Linked DNA regions of Mus musculus: regions 1, 2, 3, 5 and 6 are each linked to region 4. A link is a contact called in public HiChIP or PLAC-seq and promoter capture Hi-C data. All regions are on one chromosome and are shown on one strand. The core of a region is the stretch at or near the end of the contact, and the rest is flanking DNA. Distances in the headings are between cores, read along the strand shown. Region 1 holds the start of 4930402H24Rik (RIKEN cDNA 4930402H24 gene). Region 2 holds the start of 4921508D12Rik (RIKEN cDNA 4921508D12 gene). Region 3 holds the start of Gfra4 (glial cell line derived neurotrophic factor family receptor alpha 4). Region 4 holds the start of Adra1d (adrenergic receptor, alpha 1d). Region 5 overlaps Slc23a2 (solute carrier family 23 (nucleobase transporters), member 2). Region 6 overlaps Gm14051 (a long non-coding RNA gene).

Region 1 (3,474 bases), core at 248-2,747, 720 kb after region 4:
TTTCGGTATTTGGTCATATTGGCATTAAGCTAAGGCACAGAAAGTGTGGAAAAAAGCTTCTATATTCATTAACTGATAAATGAATACAAAAGATGTGATATCTGCATACCACGACATTGGCCAAGCAACCAAAGGCACACAATTTTGTTCTGTGCTACAAATTGTAGTAGCCTTCCATCTGGACATGATGATGCAGGCCTGTAATCTCAGAATTTAGGAGGTTGAAGCAAGAGTTCAAGGGTTCAAGTTCAGGGGTTCAAGGTCAGCCTAGGCTACATAAAACATACCAAATGGAGGAGGAAGGAAGAAGGTGAATATCACATTTGCTTGTAGAGAAAAGATGTATTCTCAAAGCTGATTAACAGAGCTGGAGATGTATATAATGACTGGGTGCGTAAAAGCTCGAGGTGTTTCAATAAATTGACTGTTTAGCAATTTACAGTCTCCTGGCTGTTAACAGTGGTCTACAGAACAAAGCAGCTAAGAAAGGCTCTTTCATTCGGAAGCCTGGTCATTGCGCTGCTGATTGGGCTGCTGTCAATGATTAGCTGGGTTTCAGAAGCTGTTGATAACTGGCTGATTTGGAAGCCCCTGAAGAGAGGCTGTCTCTGATTGGCTGATTTTCAGATACTGTGTTGGTTACCTCTAAACAATGGTTACACATTCACGAGTTGGGTCTGAAGGCAAAATTTTATTTTCCTTTAAGTATAAAAATAAGCATTTTAGTTCCTTCTCTTTTTCAAACCTGCAAGAGATACCTTGGGGATTGTTAAAATCTTTATGAGTGGAAGAAGGATTTTTTTCAGCCAGTACTATTTATAAATAATTCAAAGGCTGATCATTGTAGCAGGGAAACTAGTCTTGTGGTGTTATAATTTACCATGAAAAGATGAATTTAGGACACGTAGGACATCTTGACAAGGTCGATATGTGATGCTAAAGTAGACCTTGTATATAGTAAGCAACTCTCCACTTTATGCAGGAAGGAACTTGGGCTCTGAGATTTTTTCTGGCCCACCGACCCACAGCTGGAAACAATTCTATCCAGACTCTGAACTGCAAAGGCAGGCGTCTCCTGGGATACTGTGAGCACACTGATGCCAGTGCTCTCAACAGGCCGCATCGCTAAGGGGCCGAACGTTCCAAGGATGGATAGGCAACTGATGTGAAACAGATAACTGTAGCCAGGCAGCGGTCCAGGACACCTAGAGATAAAGCCAAATACAGACCAGAAGAAGCCTAGCCCGGCCCTCGCGGGAGCGAGACCCCGCCCCGGGCGCGTCCGCGAGCGTGGCTGTAGCTCCCGCAGAACCCTCACCGCACTGAGAGACCTTAGGGCCCGGAGGTGTGGTGTCCCGGAGCCTGCGCCTGGCGGCCCGCACCCCAAGTCCGTCTGGCTCCTCCGCAGCACGGTGCGGCGCTGGGCCGGACTCACACTGACGCCCCCGCTGCGCGCGCTCCCGCCCCGCCCCCGCGTGCCCGCGCGCGCCGACCCCGCCCCCTTGGCGCACCCTCGCTCCGCCCTGCCGCTGGCCCGCAGCGGTGCCGGCCCCAGCGACCCTCCGCGGCCCCCAGGTCCTACGCCGCCAGCCTCCATGGACTCGTTCGACCCCCAGCAGCTGGGGCTGTCCCCCGCGCGCTTCGCTGGCACCTTTGGCAGTGGGGCGGCCTCCGTCAGGTATGCCGCGTCGAGACAGCCGAGGGTGGCCCGGGATGCGCCTTGGGGCGGCTACGCCTCGGGCGGCAGGGCGTGGTCTGATATGGCTTCCTTGCGGAGGATTGTTTCAAACGGCTCTGAGAAGAACGTTTGCCCAGGGACAGGCGGCCTTCTGGAGGGACCCTGCTATGTCTGTAGCTCGACAACCCACTGCGGTTTCCGGGAAGACCCCATTGTGACATCCCCACCCCATGGACCGGTTTTCCCTTAAACCTTCCCCACCGACAGCCCACCGCTAGAGGCCCTGTGTTCACGCGAGTGGAGCTCCCGAAACTGCCGCGTAAACCCCTTTGCTCCTAGGTGTCCAGACCCTTTGCCCCAGACTGCCGCTCGATTATAGAGTTTCCAGTCCCCTGCGTGTACAGGGAACTCCGCTCACCTGTCCCTGGCCACTGCATCCAACCCCTTTCCCTTGGGGAGCACCTGTTTCAGGGGCTTGAAGGTCATTGGGGGCGCAGGAAGAAAAAGGAAACTGGATGGAGAGGGAAAAGGAGGCTCGGAACCCCCCAGAGCGGCTGACACTAGGTTCGTGATAAGGAGTGCGGGTGGACTGGAAGGGGAGTTGATATTAGGGAGTGCTGCCCTGCCCTTTTCCATACAGAAGATCTGTTTCCAATTTCTGCTCTCTGTCTTTGGGGCTGACCTTGATAGCCGTCCGGGCTTTGTTTGTGAAGGAGCTAGTATGCGGCTGCCAGAGAAACGCGGAGGTTGGAGTGGTGGAGGTGTTGCAGTAGGAGCCTATAAGAAAGGGAAGGGAGGAGTCATTGGGGTTTGGGTACTGCTAACCTGTCATTAAACCAGAAGAGGCCTTTTTTGTTTGCTTACTTGCAGCCATTTGGCAAAGCAATATGCTATTGTTCCCTTGAGTGGGGGTTGTCAACTAATATTAGAATAGCTTATCCTATTTTCTGTCTTTTTTTTTTTTTTTAATTGAGACCGGGTCTCACTGTAGACCAGGCTGACCTTGAACCCGAAAAGATCCACCTGCCTCTGCCTCCTGAATGCTGAGTCTGTGCCACCGTGTCTGGCCGGCTTTTTCTGTGTTCTTGATTGAGTGTTGTATTGTGTTCTCTCTCTCTCTCTCTCTCTCTCTCCTCTCTCATGTCTGTCTCTCTCTTCTCTCTCTCTCTGTCTGTGTGTGTGTGTTTCTTTCTAGTATTGAGGGTCAAATCCCAATACATTGCTTTTGCTGGACAAGTGCTATAGCACATCTAGCCTTGTGTTTTGTAGAGTTTTGTTGTCTTTTATCAAAACTATGAAGAATGAAAATGACTTTTTTTTTCCTAAGACAGAGACTCACTTTGTAGGCCTGACTGGTTTTGAACTCACAGATCCACTTGCTTCTCAGTGCTGGGATTAAAGATATGAGCCACTTTGCTTGGCTTCTTTTTTATTTTTAAATTGTGTCTGTGTTTGTGTGTGTAGATGCATGTATTGTGTGTGTGTATGTGTTTTATGTGTGTGTATTGTGTGTGTATATATGTAGTGTGTATGTATATGTGAGAGAGAGAGACTCACTGTGCTTGCCACTGGGAGTATGAAGGTCAGAGGACACCTTGCCAGGAGTCTTTTCTTCCCTTTCTCCTATGTGGGTCACCAGGATTGGACTCAGCCAGGTCTCTTGGCAGCCAAGTGCCTTTACCCACTGAGCCATTCTGCAGGCCCCAAAACTAATTCTCATTCTTCATTTCTCAGGACTCCTTCATATACTCTGGCAATGTGTTTATTGAATGACTAAGCCGTGAAGGAAGAAAAGC
Region 2 (3,049 bases), core at 337-2,836, 860 kb before region 4:
CAGAGGCAGAGGCAGAGGCAGAGGCAGAGGCAGAGGCAGAGGCAGAGGCAGAGGCAGAGGCAGAGGCAGAGGCAGAGGCAGAGGCAGAGGCAGAGGCAGAGGCAGAGGCAGAGGCAGAGGCAGAGGCAGAGGCAGAGGCAGAGGCAGAGGCAGAGGCAGAGGCAGAGGCAGAGGCAGAGGCAGAGGCAGAGGCAGGCAGATCTTGAGTTTGAGGTCAGCCTGGTCTATAGAGTGAGTTCCAGGACAGCCAGGGCCACACAGAGAAACCATGTCAAACAAAACAAAACAAAACAAAACAAAAACAAAAAAACAAAAACAAAAACAAAAACAAAAACAAAAACAAAACAAAACAAAAAAACAGTTCTGGATCTAATGCTGTCATGGGAAGGCACAACAAAGTGACTGAGAATCTTAGTCCATCAGGGAACAGGACATCTCTGAGTAACTGGGGTAGCTGCAGAGTGTCTCCTTGGACACATCACAGGCACGACTGTCACTGACATTCTCTGTCATTGCTCATAACAGGCTTGATGCCAACTGTCAACTCTGGGGCTAAAGTCCCTGTGGACTTTGGTGACCATGGAGTGTGGATTAACTCTGGTCCTGACTCACGCTAATTCCAGGCTGGGATCATCCATCAAAACTAAACTATTTCTTGGATTATTAATAAAGCAGCAGAAGCAGCCGCAGCCGCAGCAGCAGCAGCAGCCGGAGCAGTTTCCTTGCTTAATTGGCTGCTGACGGCATTTTCTCAATCCTGATGGATTATGCTTTGGGGAAGATTTCTCTCAGATATCCGTCACTACAATTTACTTAAATAACTCTCTCTGAGTAACCAGTTACCATGAAAGATTACACGCTCTGCCTTCTCCATTGGAGTCAATTGGTGAATTGTATTTTTGTATAAATGCACTTATTTCATCAAGGTTATCAAATGTGTTTACGTAGAGTTATTCAAAGTACTCCATTGATTTTTAAAAAGTTTCCCATTTTGATGATTCTTACTTTTCTTTCTCTCTTTCTATCTATCTTTCTTTCTTTCTTTCTTTCTTTTTTTTTTTTTTTTTTTTTTTTTTTTTGAGACAGGGTTTCTCTGTGTAGCCCTGGCTATCCTGGAACTCACTCTGTAGACCAGGCTGGCCTTGAACTCAGCCTTTTGACATTTCTAATATTGTACGTTTTCTCCTTGTTTCTGACCAATTATCTAGCACATGTTCGATTTTATTTATGTTTTTCTAAGCAGATTTTCAGCCCAGGCATGGTGGCTCAGGCTATAGTTTCAGCCCTTGAGTGAGAGAGGCAAGAGGAACGCCATAAAGTCAAGGCCATCCTGGGCTAACGTAGTGAATTCTAGACCAACCAGTGCTACAGTCTGAGATCTGGTCTCCAAAATAAAACAACAAAACAGCTGCAACAAGAAACTTCATCAACAGTCACAACTAGCCAGTTTTTCTTACTCACGTTTGCTCTCATCCATAGCAACTTGTTTCCTCGGTTTTATTTCTCCTGGATTTTAAGCTTGATTAAAAATTCATTCATTCAAGGAATGGCAAGATAGGTTCAGTGATTAAGAGCTCTTGACCGTTGAGCCATCTCTCCAGCCCCACCCCCATCCCTACCCTGTGGGAACAATCCAGAGGATGAGGGTGGAAGGTGTTATAAGCCGTGGAGTCATGTGAGGAATCCTGGGAAATCAGACTCTGGAGACCAGCATCAGGGTATAGACCTGAGTTTATTGCACATAAGCTTATACACAGTGTTTGAGCCAATCCCAAGCCCGGTAGATCTTCAGCCAATCGTATCTTGCCACACTGTCACCATGCTCCAGTGAAAGCCCTGCCTGATGAAGGTGTGTGGGGAGCATCATCCCCTGTTGGGACTTCCGTGAAGATGGGGGAAGCAGCCACTGCCCTTGCCTCAGTTCCTTTTTTGCTGTCTCACTGGTTTTCTGGTAGCCATCTTAGATCTAATGCCCTGTACAACAGATCAGGACTCTTCAAGGAGTCTCAGGAGCCTGTGGCTCCTCCCTCTCCAGCCCACATTTTCCTTCACAAGGTTGACCTCCATACCCCTCACATCACCTAGCTTTTTTAAAAAAAATATTTATTTTTATTCTGTCTGTGTGGTTTTCTGGGATATGTATATACGGTTCTTGGTCCCCGAGGAGGCAGAAAGAGGACATGCATATTCTGGCACTAGAGTTACAGATTTGATTGACATATGGGTGCTGGGAACCAAACCCAGGTCCTCTGAAGGAGCACCAAAGCTCTCAACCACTGAGCCACCTCTCCAGGCCCTTTTCATATTTTGTAAAATTAGTCAATGCATTTTAACCCTTGCAGTTCTGCTCCCCTCTGGCTATTAACTTTCCTGAGCCTAGCTGTGCTCTGTGCAGTTGATACAGGAAGCTACGTCTAGGACTGCTAACCGTCAGCCCAGACGCCTGGTTTCTAGTCCAGTGTATAAAGCCATGCCATGCCAGTCCCTTGCGGATGGCACTGGCTGCCAGGCCCAACAGCATCTGGCTCTTTGTGAGGTGATAACAGCAGCTTGATTGAGCATTTCTTTCTCTTCTAAAGAGAACTGTTGCATTCCACAGGAGCCATTTGCCCTATAATGCAGCACCTGGTGCTTAGGGGGTGGGAGGAAGTAATTGATTATCCTGAAGCTCATCCTGCCATCTGCAGTGCACACACAGAGCAGGGGAAACCCTGTCTTGTAAGGAAGCGGTGCTCTCCCAGACACTAGCAAGCCGCCAAGCTTCCTGGCAGACTGAGATGTGATGACTGCCTGCCAGGTACTGTTCTAATATTGCCAATATTAACTCACTAATTCCCAGAGCTGCTCCGTGCTGCAGGAGATGGCTGAGGACTTTAGGGGGGAACAGGGTCTTGCTCTGTAATCCAGGCTGGCCTTAAACACTCAACTCCTGCCCCCATCTCCAAGATTCTAGGGTTACAAGCTATACAACACATCCAGTATAAGAAGGCTCTAATCATTGGCCTGAGTGTTGGGTGTTTGTGAAAACATACCCACTGATGCTTAGTAT
Region 3 (3,051 bases), core at 331-2,830, 520 kb after region 4:
AGGTGAAGGAGAGTTTAAACATCCAGGGGAAGTTGGGACGGGCTTCCTAAAAGGGTTGCTCCCCTTCTCGAGGGAATGGTGGCAGGGTGGACCTTGAGAAGGTAAGGGAAATGGGACTCAGGAGTCAAAAATGCCTCTCTTCGAGCCCTCAGGAGGACTCCCAACTCTTGGTTACCCTTCCTATCCTGGAGTTAGATGTCAACTCGTGCTCTGTAAAATGGTTCCCGACGGCCTCTTGTTTGGTCTGTTTTTCCTGGGCAGTCAATTCTTTCCCTTTCCCACAGAATGACCCTGGTTAACACCAAGGTTCCTGGTGCAGAGGGCCTGGGGAGATGACATCATTGGTGAAGTTCCACACAAGCATGAGAACCCGAGTTCAACCCCCAGCAAAACCATTAAAAGCTGAGTGTAGCAACCCCACGTGTGTGTGTGTGTGTGTGTGTGTGTGTGTGTGTGTGTGTGTGTGTGTATGTGTGCATGTGCCTGTGTGGTGAGTGCATGCCTTGTCAGAGGCTTCCTGAGGAGAGACAACACACATGCCTCTTCATCTTAGACAGGCAACTGACACTGGGCCAGAGAAATAAATCCATCAAAGTTCAACTTGGCAAATACTTATTTGGGGGGAATTTGTTATTATTATTTTTACTCATTATTTGAGTTTATTGGAATTACTTACAGGGGTATAATTGTCAAAAATCACCCACTTAGACATGGGTGGTGAGCCTAGAGCAGTGCAGGGCTGGCGGGTAGCCTGCCTGCTGGGATGTCTTCTTTCAGCCGTTGCCTGTAACCCTGAGGAGAGGCCTTGTGAATCTCACATGTTTCAGCTCTTCTGGACTTGAGAGGTTTAATTCTTGCTTAATTTTTGAGTCTCAAGAAGTTCCCCTACCCCTGTCCCCAGGAGAAACTAACTGTTCCCACTAGGAGCCAATGGCTTGTGCACAGCAGGCAGTCCAGTACTCTGGATCTATCCAGTAACTTCAGGCCCTGGCTTAGTGACTTTGGATCCACCTGAAGGTGCTGTCCGGGGGTGGAGACAGAGTGAAGAGAGCAGGATGTTATTTCCTCTCTAAAGCTGGGAGTGCACCTGTCAGCAGGTGCCTGCTGCCTTCCAGGCTTAGCTGGTCCTAGGAAGAGACATCTGTCCAACTGGGGCTCTCTCTGCCAATCGTCATGGCCCACTGCATGGAGTCTGCACTGCTGCTGTTGTTGCTGCTGGGTGAGAGCCTGTCTCCTCCTTGGCCCTGGCCCTGGCCCCTGCCCTCTCTAGCCCTAACCATCAGGGACAAGGTGGGATTGTAAAAGTGACCAAAGAAAAGGCTGGGTTGCTGAAGGGATGCTCAAAATTGGCTTGTGCTTTGTGGCCGAGGATCTGTCGCAATATGCCACCCCCGCTGTGCAATGCCTTGTACCCCATCTTCCCATTCAGCTGAGCCACCCTTCCCAAATCTAGCCTTGATACCTGTGCCCCGGGGATTTTCTTTTTCCTTTCCTCCCCCTGACCAAATGTGGTCCTCAGAGCTCCTGCTCTTGGGAGTCCCCTACTGATTCATGGTGGCTCTTAGAGCAGAGACACGCCATGTTGAGAAGAGCACATTTGATGGATGAGAGGCCAGGTCAGGCGATTTTCCTGGGTCTGGGAAGCCAGAGAGGTAAGAAGGTGGGAAAAGGAAGTGTCATAAACCTGAATTTGGTGACTTGGCTGGATTTACGTATGTCCACTGGCAAGTTCGGACACAGCTGCTACTCCAACAGAGGCAGGCATTCTCTTTCCCCGGAATGGGTTGTCATCTGTGACATAAGTTATATAAGTCTTCACTGAAACTACTGATAAACGGTCAGGTCTGTCTCAGGACGGTCTGCCATCAGGGGTCTGGTCTGTCTGAATCTACTTCTGGAAGCCAGGGTCTGAATGTGCTGTTCAATATACAATACCTGTCGAGAATCCAATGCTCACAATCCCCTTCTGTGGTCCGGAGCCAGAGTCCCTCTCATTGAGCTGAGTTAGACCAATAAAGAAGCATGTGGACAGGGGTCAGGAGGCACAGGTCAGGATGGGAGGAGGGCCAGAAACCTGTAGATATACTCACGGGGTTTCCATGTGTCAGAGAAGGGACCATCCGCGTGTCAAGAGGAGAATGGGGAGTGCTATGATTAATGTGTCCATTAAGCCTCAGTGTCCTGTCAGGCAGAGCTGGGGAGGATAGTAGGGGCCCAGTAGCCCCTCTGTGGATGCATGGGCCATTTCTGGAGATGGTGGTGGAGGCTGAACCTCAGCTTCTGGGGAAAGGTCAGGCCCAATCTCTGAATACTGCATCCATTCACATCCTGGGTAGATAGATATCCCTAGTGCCTGCTCATGCCCCTTCTTCAAGATCAACGGGTCACGCCTATGGGCCACACTCTCTCCCCTTGGGTTTGGGTACCCCTTCCCCAAAAATTCAAGGGTGTGGAATGTGGAGAACCAAGCACGGAGGACTGCAGCCTGCCCGCCCTTCACCAGGGTCTGCGAGCTTTACCGACGGGAATCGCTGCGTGGACGCGGCCGAGGCGTGTACAGCAGACGAGCGGTGCCAGCAGCTGCGCTCTGAGTACGTGGCACGATGCCTGGGCCGGGCAGCGCCCGGGGGCAGGCCGGGACCCGGGGGCTGCGTGCGCTCCCGCTGCCGCCGAGCCCTGCGCCGCTTCTTCGCGCGTGGGCCTCCGGCGCTCACGCATGCGCTGCTCTTCTGCGGCTGCGAAGGCTCCGCGTGCGCCGAGCGCCGGCGCCAGACTTTCGCGCCCGCCTGCGCGTTCTCCGGCCCGGGGTTGGTGCCGCCCTCTTGCCTGGAGCCCCTGGAGCGCTGCGAGCGCAGCCGCCTGTGCCGGTGCGTGCGTGCGGGGCGGGCTGGGCCGCTCACCCGCGTCCGGGCGCGCGCAGGCCCCGTCTCCTTGCCTTCCAGGCCTCATGCGCTCCCGCGCCCGGCTCCCGCGACCGCTGCCCGGAGGAGGGGGGCCCGCGTTGTCTGCGCGTCTACGCAGGCCTCATAGGTAGGCTGGGCGGCCTCGGGC
Region 4 (3,447 bases), core at 526-3,025:
ATGAGCCTCCAGGAGCTCACAGTGCTTTGAGAACCAGTGGGGAGACTTGCAAGGAGGGCCCAGAGGGTCAGACTTAGATTGCCCCAATCCAGCCAACACTTCTCTAAGATGCTGGTTTGAAGTCTTGCTTTGAAGCCAGAATCCCACTGCTTTATTCTGTTCTATTCCAATTCCATTTGCCCTCAGCTGTAAAGAAGGCAATGGTCCCAGAGAGTTGCTGAAGACCCTACAGTAAGAATTGCTGAAGACCCTACAGTAAGACAATTCCAGTATTCACTCCCCAGGTACAAGCTCCTATCAGAATATCTGCCTTAGGAAGGCAGTGTGTGTATAAGTCATACTTTGCCTGCCAAGGGCTCAGCTCTTGTGGATCGAGTTCAGTGAATGGTCTGCAGGATGGGAGAAGAAGAAAGCTCATGTCACAACACAACTGAGGCTTTCATTGCTTCTACCATCCCACCATCTGCAACAAGGAATAAACCAGGCACCAAGGACATGCACATGACATTTTCAGAGCATCCTCCCGCATCTCTATGGCCTCGCTTCCATAAGCCAAGTCAAGGAAAGGAAGAAATGATGAAGAATGAAAGGTAGTGTTTTGAAGATGTATTTGTGCCTGCACTTGTGTGTGTGTGTGCTCGCGCACATCATGTGTGTGCCTACATGAGTTTATGTGCACCATGTAAGTACAGTTGCCTGAGGAGGCCAGTTTATGTGCACCATGTAAGTACAGTTGCCTGGGGTGGTCCAGTGGCATTGTGTCTCTCCCTATTGGTCCTCCTCCCTCCCTTCTCTTTCCCTTGCGTCCCTGCTTCCTAGCACAGCCCCGTCCCCTCTCCCCTCTGTTCTTCGTGTTCAGGCTTTACCCCACTATTCTCCACTCTTCTGAGAAGTATGGGCACTACTTTGGTGGCGCTGCTAACACAGTGAATCTTACTCTCGTTTTCACATGTGGGGAACCGAGGCACAAGACGCCGGAGCCTGAATGGTGGAGGCAAGCTACTCTGCTCCCTCCCTGTTAAGCACCCTGCAGTAACCTTTCCCACCCTCCAGAACGTGACCTTTTCTGCCCAGAGGGAGTCCCGAGTACTTCGAGTAGCAACAGGAAGATTTATTCTGACTTCTGATGCAGAGTAGAGTTGCAGGGCCAAAGTTGGTATTATTCAGAGTACGGGCAAAGTCCTAGGGCTGTGACCACACCATCTGGTCTCACGCCAGTCACGCCCATCTTCAACCCGCGCCCAAGCATCTTGACCCCTTCAGGGCTGTCTCAATGCCACCATCGCACCATAGTGGGTTTTGAGATCTTGGGCTGGCCAGTTGCCCTAGAAAAAAGAGGAGGGGCATCAAACCGCATCCAGACGTTCTCAAGTGGCAGCGTTTTTTTTAAATCATCCAGCCCTGAACCCACAGATCCTGGGCTCTTGCTGCTCTCTGGCGGCAGAAGCCGGGAGCCCGGAGTCCCGGGGAATCGCACCTTGTATGCTCCGCTAGGGCAAGGGCAAGCAGAGAGTGACCGCAAGTCCAGAGAGAGGAAGGGAGGCAGCGAGGAGCGCTGGGGCAAAAGCCGGGGTGCAGGAGAGCTGAGGAAAGGAGGATAAGGGGACAGCTAGGGCAGAGGACGGTCGTGAGCACCGGCGAGGACCCCCGCAGCCGCTGGACGCGCGGAGCCCCTTCGCTGGCTCGCGCCGGCCGCCCCCTCCTCCCTCCCCGCCGCCCCTCCTCCGTCCCGCCCCCGCGCAGAGTCCCCTGCGCTGCAGAGGCCGCCGCCTGCACTGACGCTCCCGGAGGAGCCACCGCTCGCCAGGACACGCTTGGAGAGGGGAGCAGGGAGCAGGGAGCCGGCCCCGGCCCTTGTTTTCTTGTGACTCTGCAGCCACCGCCAGAGCCCGTTCCCGTTGGGACCTTCACGGCCTGGTGACCTCCGCCCCGCTCTCCCTGCAGCACCGCTCCCCTGCGGCCCCTCTGCCGCGGGAACTTGGGCAGGACCGACGGGACCGGCGCGCGGGGCTGGCTCGGGCGCTGCGGCGATGCCCGCGGGCTCCCTCCCCGCCACTTGCTCGCCCTGTGCCTGGGCTCGGGCCCCGACGGCTGCGCCGTGAGATGACTTTCCGCGACATCCTGAGCGTCACTTTCGAAGGACCCCGGGCGAGCAGTAGCACTGGGGGCTCCGGCGCGGGCGGCGGAGCTGGCACGGTTGGCCCCGAGGGTCCGGCGGTGGGCGGCGTGCCGGGTGCCACAGGCGGTAGCGCTGTGGTGGGAACCGGCAGCGGCGAGGACAACCAGAGCTCCACGGCAGAAGCGGGGGCCGCGGCAAGCGGCGAGGTGAATGGCTCGGCGGCCGTCGGGGGGCTAGTGGTGAGTGCTCAGGGCGTGGGAGTGGGTGTCTTCCTAGCCGCCTTCATCCTCACCGCTGTGGCGGGCAACCTTCTCGTCATCCTCTCCGTGGCCTGCAACCGCCACTTGCAGACGGTCACCAACTATTTCATCGTGAACCTAGCAGTGGCTGACCTGCTACTGAGTGCAGCTGTGTTGCCCTTCTCAGCCACTATGGAGGTTCTAGGCTTCTGGGCCTTCGGCCGGACCTTCTGCGACGTATGGGCCGCGGTGGACGTGCTATGCTGCACTGCCTCCATCCTTAGCCTCTGCACCATCTCTGTGGACCGGTACGTGGGTGTGCGCCACTCGCTCAAGTATCCAGCCATTATGACAGAACGCAAGGCCGCTGCCATTCTGGCTCTGCTCTGGGCGGTGGCCTTGGTGGTATCTGTGGGACCGCTACTAGGTTGGAAGGAACCAGTGCCCCCGGATGAGCGTTTCTGCGGCATCACCGAGGAGGTGGGCTATGCGATCTTCTCTTCCGTATGCTCCTTCTACCTCCCCATGGCAGTGATCGTGGTCATGTACTGCCGCGTGTATGTGGTCGCGCGCAGCACCACGCGCAGCCTCGAGGCGGGCATCAAGAGGGAGCCGGGCAAGGCCTCTGAGGTGGTTCTGAGGATCCACTGTCGCGGCGCAGCCACTAGCGCCAAAGGAAATCCAGGGACACAGAGTAGCAAGGGGCACACCTTGCGCAGCTCGCTCTCCGTAAGGCTGCTCAAGTTTTCCCGCGAGAAAAAGGCTGCCAAGACCCTAGCCATCGTCGTGGGTGTCTTCGTCCTGTGCTGGTTCCCCTTTTTCTTCGTCCTGCCTCTGGGTGAGTGATTCCCTCACTTTAGACCCTTCCCCTCTGGGCGGTCCTTACCTGGAAAGCTTAGATGACCCACAACCTAACTGTGGAAGTTTATCAACTTCCTGTTCTCTTACTAGAGAGAGAGAGAGCGCGCCCGAGGGGTTCTTGATACTAATGTGTTTTCCCTTAAACAGGCTTCTCACTCTTTCTTACCCTTTGTAGATGTTACAAACCTCGGTCTTGCTTTAGTTCCTTGGAAATCTGAGCAAACATCA
Region 5 (3,064 bases), core at 345-2,844, 540 kb before region 4:
AGAAGGGTTTCCTGTTTAAGCTGCAGTAATTTTTCTGACTATGGATCATCGTTCCTTCTGTGGCAGATTTTTACAGTTCCTCTAATGCATTTGGGGCGACTGTCTCAAAGTAACCTGCAGGTTTCCTGACAACTCCTCGCTCTCTCTCCTGCTAAGAACTGTAGCCGTTTCTGTTTTATTTTAAAACCTTCTGCTACCATATCCACCACTTCTACCTCCAGATCCATAGCAACTACCATAGGGACTGCCTGAGCTTCTTCCACCAAAACTGCCCCCCTTCATGAGTCCATAATTTGATTGTTGCTGTCCACTATAATTTCCAAAGTCATTATAGTTCCCACCTCCAGCATAGTCACCTCCACCAAAATTTCCTCCTTCATTGTAACCATCGTATCCTCCTCCTCCACCACCATATCCACCACCCTAGTTTCCATATCCTGGTCACCACCTCCATAACCTCCTCTACTGCTGTAACCAGGACCACCACCATAGCTGCCACCATCACCTCCAAATCCTTTATGTCCACCATCACCACCTCCATAACTACCTCTGCTGCCACCACCTCTACCACCATAGCCACCTCTTCCTCCAAAGTTTCCTCCACGACCCATAAAGCTGCCAGCTCCACCTCCACGGCCTCTCTGAGATCCAGCAGACTGCAGCTCGTGTTTAGAAAGGGCCTTTTCCACTTCACAGTTATGCCCATCAATCGTGTGGTATTTCTGAACAACAATTTTATCAACTTTGTCATGATCATCACAAGTTACAAAAGCAAATCTTCTCTTTTTCCCACTCTGCCTGTCTTCCTTAACCTCTATGGTTTCAATCTTGCCATACTTTTCAAAGTAGTCTCTCAGGTTATATTCTTCCGTATCCTCTTTAATACCACCAACAAAAGTTTTCTTCACTGTTAAATGGGCGCCAGGCTTTACAGAGTCCTCTCTAGAAACAGCTCTCGTTGGTTCCACCACACGCCCATCAACCTTGTGTGGCCGAGCACACATTGCAGCATCCACCTCTTCAACACGAGAGTAGGTCACAAAACCAAAGCCTCAGGAACGTTTTGTGTGGGGATCTCTCATTACCACACAGTCTGTAAGTGTGCCCCATTTCTCAAAATGTTCTCTTAAGCTATCATCTGTGGTTTCAAAGCTCAGACCACCAATAAGCAGCTTCCTCAGCTGCTCTGGTTCCTTTGGATCATGGCCCTCCATTTTGAGACCGGACTCGCCTCTTCCAACTCGAGTTCAATATCAATTAATGTTTTTAAAACCATTCCAGTGCTTACTGTGTTCTGGAGAGAGTCTTCATTTTCTCTCCAAAACTGTGCTGTTAGGAGATGTAGTTCAGATCTAACATACATTAGCTACCTGAAACTGGTTGATGGTTCTTTGAGAATTTTATACAAATGTAATTTGAACATACTCATCCCCCCTGCTCCCACCCCCTGCAAAGTCCTCTTACCCCTGGCTACCCAACTCTGAGATTTCTCTTTTGTTTTCTTTTCCCACTGAATCAAGTTTGTGTTGCCCAGCTTGTCTTGGGAGTTGACTGCCCTGCTGTGTGGTTGACCACCCGTGACTCACATCATAAGGAAACTGACTCTCCATCAACAGCCAGTAGCTCCTCAGGACTGGGGAGCTCTGGCCCTGGGGATTCCTGTCTTAAAGCCTCTGTTCTTCTTACAGACCTCTGCAACACCTAACGGCCACATTCCATCAGAGTGCGCTGCAGGAGCTGCTGCTCAGCAAGAGTGCACAGGCTCTTGCTCCTCTCCGCGGGGTCTCCTCTGGGTATTCCTGTTGGGTTGTATCTCACCTGTTCCTTTAATGCTACTTGCGACGTGGCTGTTCCTGGCCCTGTAGGCTGCGTCCAGCTTTACATAGAGAGGGATGGATGGCAATAAGGATGACTAATGTGTCTGGCACTTACCAAGCCCTTGGGTCATGAATTTCAACATCTTCTCTACAAAGAGAGGCTTACAAGCACTGGCTTAGAGCTAGCTGCATGCTGTGGCCTCGGTGTGGTCTGGTTCCTCTAAAACTTATTTTGAAATGTAATCCCCATTAGGAAATATGAAGAGATGGTACCAAGTAGGACTTTGAAGAGAAGACTAGAGTTCTGCTCTTTTGAATAGATAATCTGTTTGTGAATGCAATTAATAGATTAATGAGCGGATTGGCTGTGAAAGCCAGCTTAGCTAGGTCTCTCCCCAGGTGCTGTTCTCCACAGCTCCCAGACTCTTCAGGCAAAACACTAGACACAGCCCCTTGAAGCTGGGTCAGAAGCACAGCCATTTTCCTTCTTTTCTTTAACCTGTATTTTGTATTGATGGATGCTTTGCCTGAATATATGACTGTGAATCACATACAGACAGTGCCTAGATCCCCTGGTACAAGACTGTGTGAGTGCTAGGGACTGAACTTAAAATGTTTTGTGTCTCTCATCTCAGTGATGTGGAACCGGTATGCCCAGAAGCCCAACCCTACCCCTGCAAGACCGTCTTCATCCGGCAGCACCTCACTGCCCACATCAGCTCAACATCAGCTCTGCTCAGAGCCACTTCCTCAACCACCCTACAAGCCACGTTATTAGTGCAGATCAAAATCAAATCTTAGAAAGCTTAAAAAGCATTTCAGTGTCTGTGCTTGGCCCCCCTCCTGGCTCCCCAAGGCCTCTTGAGTTAAGCTGGAATTTCCTAGCCTGACACCAGTGCTCACCCTCGATGGGCATCCTGTAGAGCATCAGGATTGAGTCTTATTTGCCCGGGACATAGCTAGGGTCATTGAAATAAGCATCTGAGCTTTTGTGTAGCCCAAGGAGCATCTGTTGTGTGAATATGAATAGACAGAGTCAGAAGGACAGTTGGAATTGTGGACTCTTGCCAAAATCTGTATTTGGAACCCTTTTAAAATTTAGAGTTTAGTGAGATTGGCTACAGTGGTGCTACTTTGTTGTAGTCCAGGATTCAGAAGGCCAAAGCTAGAGAGGCTCTGGAGTGTAAGGCTAGCTTGAGCTACATTTTGAACCTATCTCAAAAAATTTGTCTTTGAGGTACAGTGTA
Region 6 (3,165 bases), core at 454-2,953, 640 kb before region 4:
TGGCACAGGTATGTGTCACAGTATCCAGCTTTATGAAGAGCTGGAGATTGAGCCCAGGGCATTGTGCAATGCAGGGTGGGCACTGCTACAGCCTGAGCTATACCTCTAGTCCCTGTTCATGGTTTTCACAAACATTTATTTATTTATTTTGTATTTCTGTCAGTGAATTAGTATTTGGTTTGATTTGTTTCATTGACTTCTGCTTTACTTTCAGTAGTTTCTGGCTGTACTTTTGTTGGTTTGTTTTCTTGTAATTCGCTTCCTAGCTTCATGGATAGAGTCCTTTACTCACGAAAGGGCCACAGCTCTTAGTGCCCCCATGGACATGCATTCGCCTGAAATCCACTGTGAGTGCACAGCCCAGGTTTCTGACTCTCCAGTTATGCTTATTCTAGAAGAGCTCATTCTTTGTGCAGTTTCTCTGCAAAGCTGAGAAGGAGCGTCAGTCTCCTCTGGAGGAGCCCCTAATTGTTTATATGGCAAGCCATCAGCCCTGAACTCATAGAAACAGGAGCATCACTGAAGGGGCTCAGTGGGTTGGATTTATATACTCATGCACATACATGTAACCACAATAATGAGAGAAAAAGAGGCCATGAATTTGGGAAAGAGAGAGAAGAGATATGGGAGACATTGGAGGGAGGAAAGGGAAAGAGAACTGTAATCATATTTTAACTTTTAAAAATTGCAACAACAAAAAAATAAATATCAGGTCTCCAAATGTGCTGAGTTGGAAATTTTTGTAGGTTCTAGATGATTCTGTTTTTTTGAAGCAAGTTGAATTATTTATTTAACTGGTATAATGTAGCTATTGATTTAAATGAAATAACAATGAAAGTATGTCTTTTCATATTTAACTTTTCTTAGAAGGTGTACTTTACACATGGGTCCAATCCTAAAATATTATATCTGCTTTTAGATTAGCAAATGTTTGGATACATAAGAGTGATATAGTGTACTTAAATTTTTTTCTCATCCAACTTATTTTTACTTTTTGCAATTTGTTTTGTTTTGTTTTTTGAGGCAGGGTTTCACTGTGTAGCCTTGGCTGTCCTGTAACTCACTCTGTAGACCAGGCTAGCCTTGAACTCACAGAGATCACCTGCTTCTGCCTCCTGAGTACTGTGATTAAAGGTGTGTGCTAACACCACCAGGCAAGAAACTGGTTTCTTTAGTGAATATTCAGAAACTATAGTTTCTCGTATGTTAACTCGGTTACTAAGAAGAGAAACAGCACAGAGTGTTTCTCAAACCAGTCTGGAATAGAATCTTGTAGAACACTAACTAGTACATATTCCAGAACAGACGCTATGCTGCCTGGGACACTATTTGCGAAAGGATATTTTCGTTTTGTTTTGTTTTCTGTCTCAATCAACCTTCATTCTCCGCGGCTGTTAGTCTTTCTCATCTCACCCTTTCAGTGTGTCTGCTCCTGATTCTACAACGCTGGACGTCAAGAACACCTCTGGCATTGATTTTGTCTGCAAATCAAAGCAGCCTGGGTCCTCACGTGATGCACCGATAATCGTTTGTCCTGAACCTCTGAATAGGGAGGGCATCCATTTCATCTCACAGAATGACTCTTAGGTAGGGGCTGCCTAAGTGGCACTTGTTGTACTCTTTTGCAGAGATGAGTCACCTGCGAGCTGATATCCATGTGATTAAAGCGGTTCAGGGTGGGGCCTGAGGTTTGGCCTTGCTCTCAGACTCCCTGGTGATGCTGACACAGTGCGCTTTGGAACTTTCCAGATAGCGAGGTACAAGTGTACTGTGTTGACATGGAATCAGGCCTACCTCCTTGCTGGGGGAAGGAATGCCATGATTAACTCGTGCTGCCTATGAGGAGCAAAATGCTGAGGTGTGAGGAGCGGCTGTCGCTATATTTACCCTAGTAGTGTCTCTCTTTTTTTTAATTAGGTATTTTCCTCATTTACATTTCCAATGCTATCCCAAAAGTCCCCCATACCCTCCCCCCAACTCCCCTACCCACCCACTCCCACTTTTTGGGCCTGGCGTTCCCCTGTACTGGTGCATATAAAGTTTGCAAGTCCAATGGGCCTCTCTTTCCAGTGATGGCCAACTAGGCCATCTTTTGATACATATGCAGCTAGAGTCAAGAGCTCCGGGGTACTGGTTAGTTCATAATGTTGTTCCACCTATAGGGTATGTCTCTCTTTTTTAAAATGACATATTCCACAGAAGATTTTTTTTAAAGTAGGTTATTCATAGCATCAAATGTTATGCAGTCATGGGATTAGTGTTCTTTGTTATGGCTTGAATCTGAAATGTCATTCTTAGACCCGTGTTCTGAATGTTTGTTCCCTGGCTGGTGGAACTGTGGAATGTGGGAATCCATGGAACCTTCAGGAGGCAGGACCTGACTGGCAGGCAGCACTAGTGCACTGGCATTTAAGGTTATGAGCGCCTCTAGATTCACCCTTGCTCTCTGCTCTTTGGTCCACTGTGATGGGACACTCCCACCATAAACATGATCTCTGCCTGCCTTCTCTACCATGTGGAAATGAGAGTGCAGTTAACCCACCAAACTAGACTACTCCACGGGGGAAGGAAAGTTTACTGTGGGAACAAACTGGGCGCTGCCTCTGAGAGTAGAGGACATCAGCTTGGTGGGAAAGCAAACAGACATTACGTGATGGTCAGCAGGGGGTGGGGGTCTTTGAGCTGATCCAGGCTGTTTGGAACTAGATGTCCTTTCATGAAGTAGTTGATTATTGGGACAGATAAGGTAAGCAGTGGTTTTCCTGGTAAACAAAACAAAGCAAAACCCCTTACAAGATTCCCGAGGAATACTGAGTTTGTGTTTCTGTTTACCTAATAACAACTCTGTCTACTTGGTCAGATGATTTTTGTCCTAGCGGCATACTTCTGGCAGCTTAGACTCACTTTCTAAATGTTCTACAGTCTCCCAAAGTTGGGCCACAAGCTGGGGAATAGTGTTCAAAAAGAAATTTGTAAGAAACATCTATCTCGCCGGGTGTGGTGGCACACGCCTTTAATCCCAGCACTTGGGAGGCAGAGGCAGGTAGATTTCTGTGTTCGAGGCCAGCCTGGTCTACAAAGTGAGTTCCAGGACAGCCAGGGCTATACAGAGAAACCCTGTCTCGAAAAAGAGAGAGAGAGAGAGAGAGAGAGAGATATCTATTT

Evidence for each region. Promoter capture Hi-C pulls out the DNA fragments that hold promoters and counts their contacts. HiChIP or PLAC-seq counts read pairs in DNA pulled down with a chosen protein or histone mark.
Region 1: an HNF4G HiChIP or PLAC-seq map of pancreatic cancer cells shows a contact between it and region 4. The contact joins the promoter of 4930402H24Rik here to the promoter of Adra1d in region 4. A contact is called at or near these places in 3 of 39 promoter capture datasets (embryonic stem cells, hippocampal neurons and stem cell-derived epiblast-like cells) and 1 of 115 datasets of contacts at active chromatin or transcription factors (pancreatic cancer cells).
Region 2: a contact with region 4 is called in a promoter capture Hi-C map of liver, with 5 times the contacts expected there. The contact joins the promoter of 4921508D12Rik here to the promoter of Adra1d in region 4. A contact is called at or near these places in 5 of 39 promoter capture datasets (cranial neural crest, liver, pre-B cells and 1 more) and 1 of 9 other capture datasets (embryonic stem cells).
Region 3: a contact with region 4 is called in a promoter capture Hi-C map of embryonic stem cells. The contact joins the promoter of Gfra4 here to the promoter of Adra1d in region 4. A contact is called at or near these places in 4 of 39 promoter capture datasets (embryonic stem cells and stem cell-derived epiblast-like cells), 1 of 484 Hi-C or Micro-C datasets (embryonic stem cells), 5 of 115 datasets of contacts at active chromatin or transcription factors (embryonic basal ganglia, embryonic stem cells and pancreatic cancer cells) and 1 of 9 other capture datasets (liver).
Region 5: a contact with region 4 is called in a promoter capture Hi-C map of embryonic stem cells, with 4 times the contacts expected there. The contact joins the enhancer-like site here to the promoter of Adra1d in region 4. A contact is called at or near these places in 11 of 39 promoter capture datasets (the 3T3-L1 cell line, 3T3-L1-derived adipocytes, embryonic stem cells and 5 more), 1 of 484 Hi-C or Micro-C datasets (adipose-derived mesenchymal stem cells) and 1 of 9 other capture datasets (embryonic stem cells).
Region 6: a contact with region 4 is called in a FOXA1 HiChIP or PLAC-seq map of pancreatic cancer cells. The contact joins the enhancer-like site here to the promoter of Adra1d in region 4. A contact is called at or near these places in 15 of 39 promoter capture datasets (the 3T3-L1 cell line, the HPC-7 cell line, cranial neural crest and 9 more) and 2 of 115 datasets of contacts at active chromatin or transcription factors (forebrain and pancreatic cancer cells).

What each region holds. Positions count from the first base shown.
Region 1 is chr2:130,838,168-130,841,641 of GRCm38.p6, reverse strand. 4930402H24Rik (RIKEN cDNA 4930402H24 gene) reads left to right here and starts at 1,497. Exons shown (of 37, transcript NM_029432.2): 1 at 1,497-1,678. The coding sequence starts at 1,596.
Region 2 is chr2:132,423,278-132,426,326 of GRCm38.p6, reverse strand. 4921508D12Rik (RIKEN cDNA 4921508D12 gene) reads right to left here and starts at 1,586. Exons shown (of 4, transcript NR_045802.1): 1 at 1,462-1,586.
Region 3 is chr2:131,041,211-131,044,261 of GRCm38.p6, reverse strand. It overlaps Gfra4 (glial cell line derived neurotrophic factor family receptor alpha 4), which reads left to right and starts at 1,580. Exons shown (of 6, transcript NM_020014.2): 1 at 1,580-1,652; 2 at 2,504-2,867; 3 at 2,921-3,030. The coding sequence starts at 1,580.
Region 4 is chr2:131,560,825-131,564,271 of GRCm38.p6, reverse strand. It overlaps Adra1d (adrenergic receptor, alpha 1d), which reads left to right and starts at 1,775. Exons shown (of 2, transcript NM_013460.5): 1 at 1,775-3,196. The coding sequence starts at 2,104. Gm14285 (a long non-coding RNA gene) reads right to left here and starts at 2,496. Exons shown (of 3, transcript XR_374988.3): 1 at 2,412-2,496; 2 at 1,478-1,583; 3 at 1-1,325.
Region 5 is chr2:132,098,016-132,101,079 of GRCm38.p6, reverse strand. All of the region lies in intron 2 of Slc23a2 (solute carrier family 23 (nucleobase transporters), member 2), which reads left to right. It also overlaps the pseudogene Gm14052. Among named protein-coding and RNA genes, the nearest start is that of Gm14051, 44 kb to the left of the region's middle. Within about 2 kb of position 1,594, at least 83 of the 459 cell types and tissues checked have an H3K27ac peak or open chromatin away from gene starts, as enhancers often do.
Region 6 is chr2:132,205,034-132,208,198 of GRCm38.p6, reverse strand. All of the region lies in intron 2 of Gm14051 (a long non-coding RNA gene), which reads right to left. Among named protein-coding and RNA genes, the nearest start is that of Tmem230, 41 kb to the left of the region's middle. Within about 2 kb of position 1,703, at least 36 of the 459 cell types and tissues checked have an H3K27ac peak or open chromatin away from gene starts, as enhancers often do. A contact at or near this core is called in pancreatic cancer cells, where this site is marked.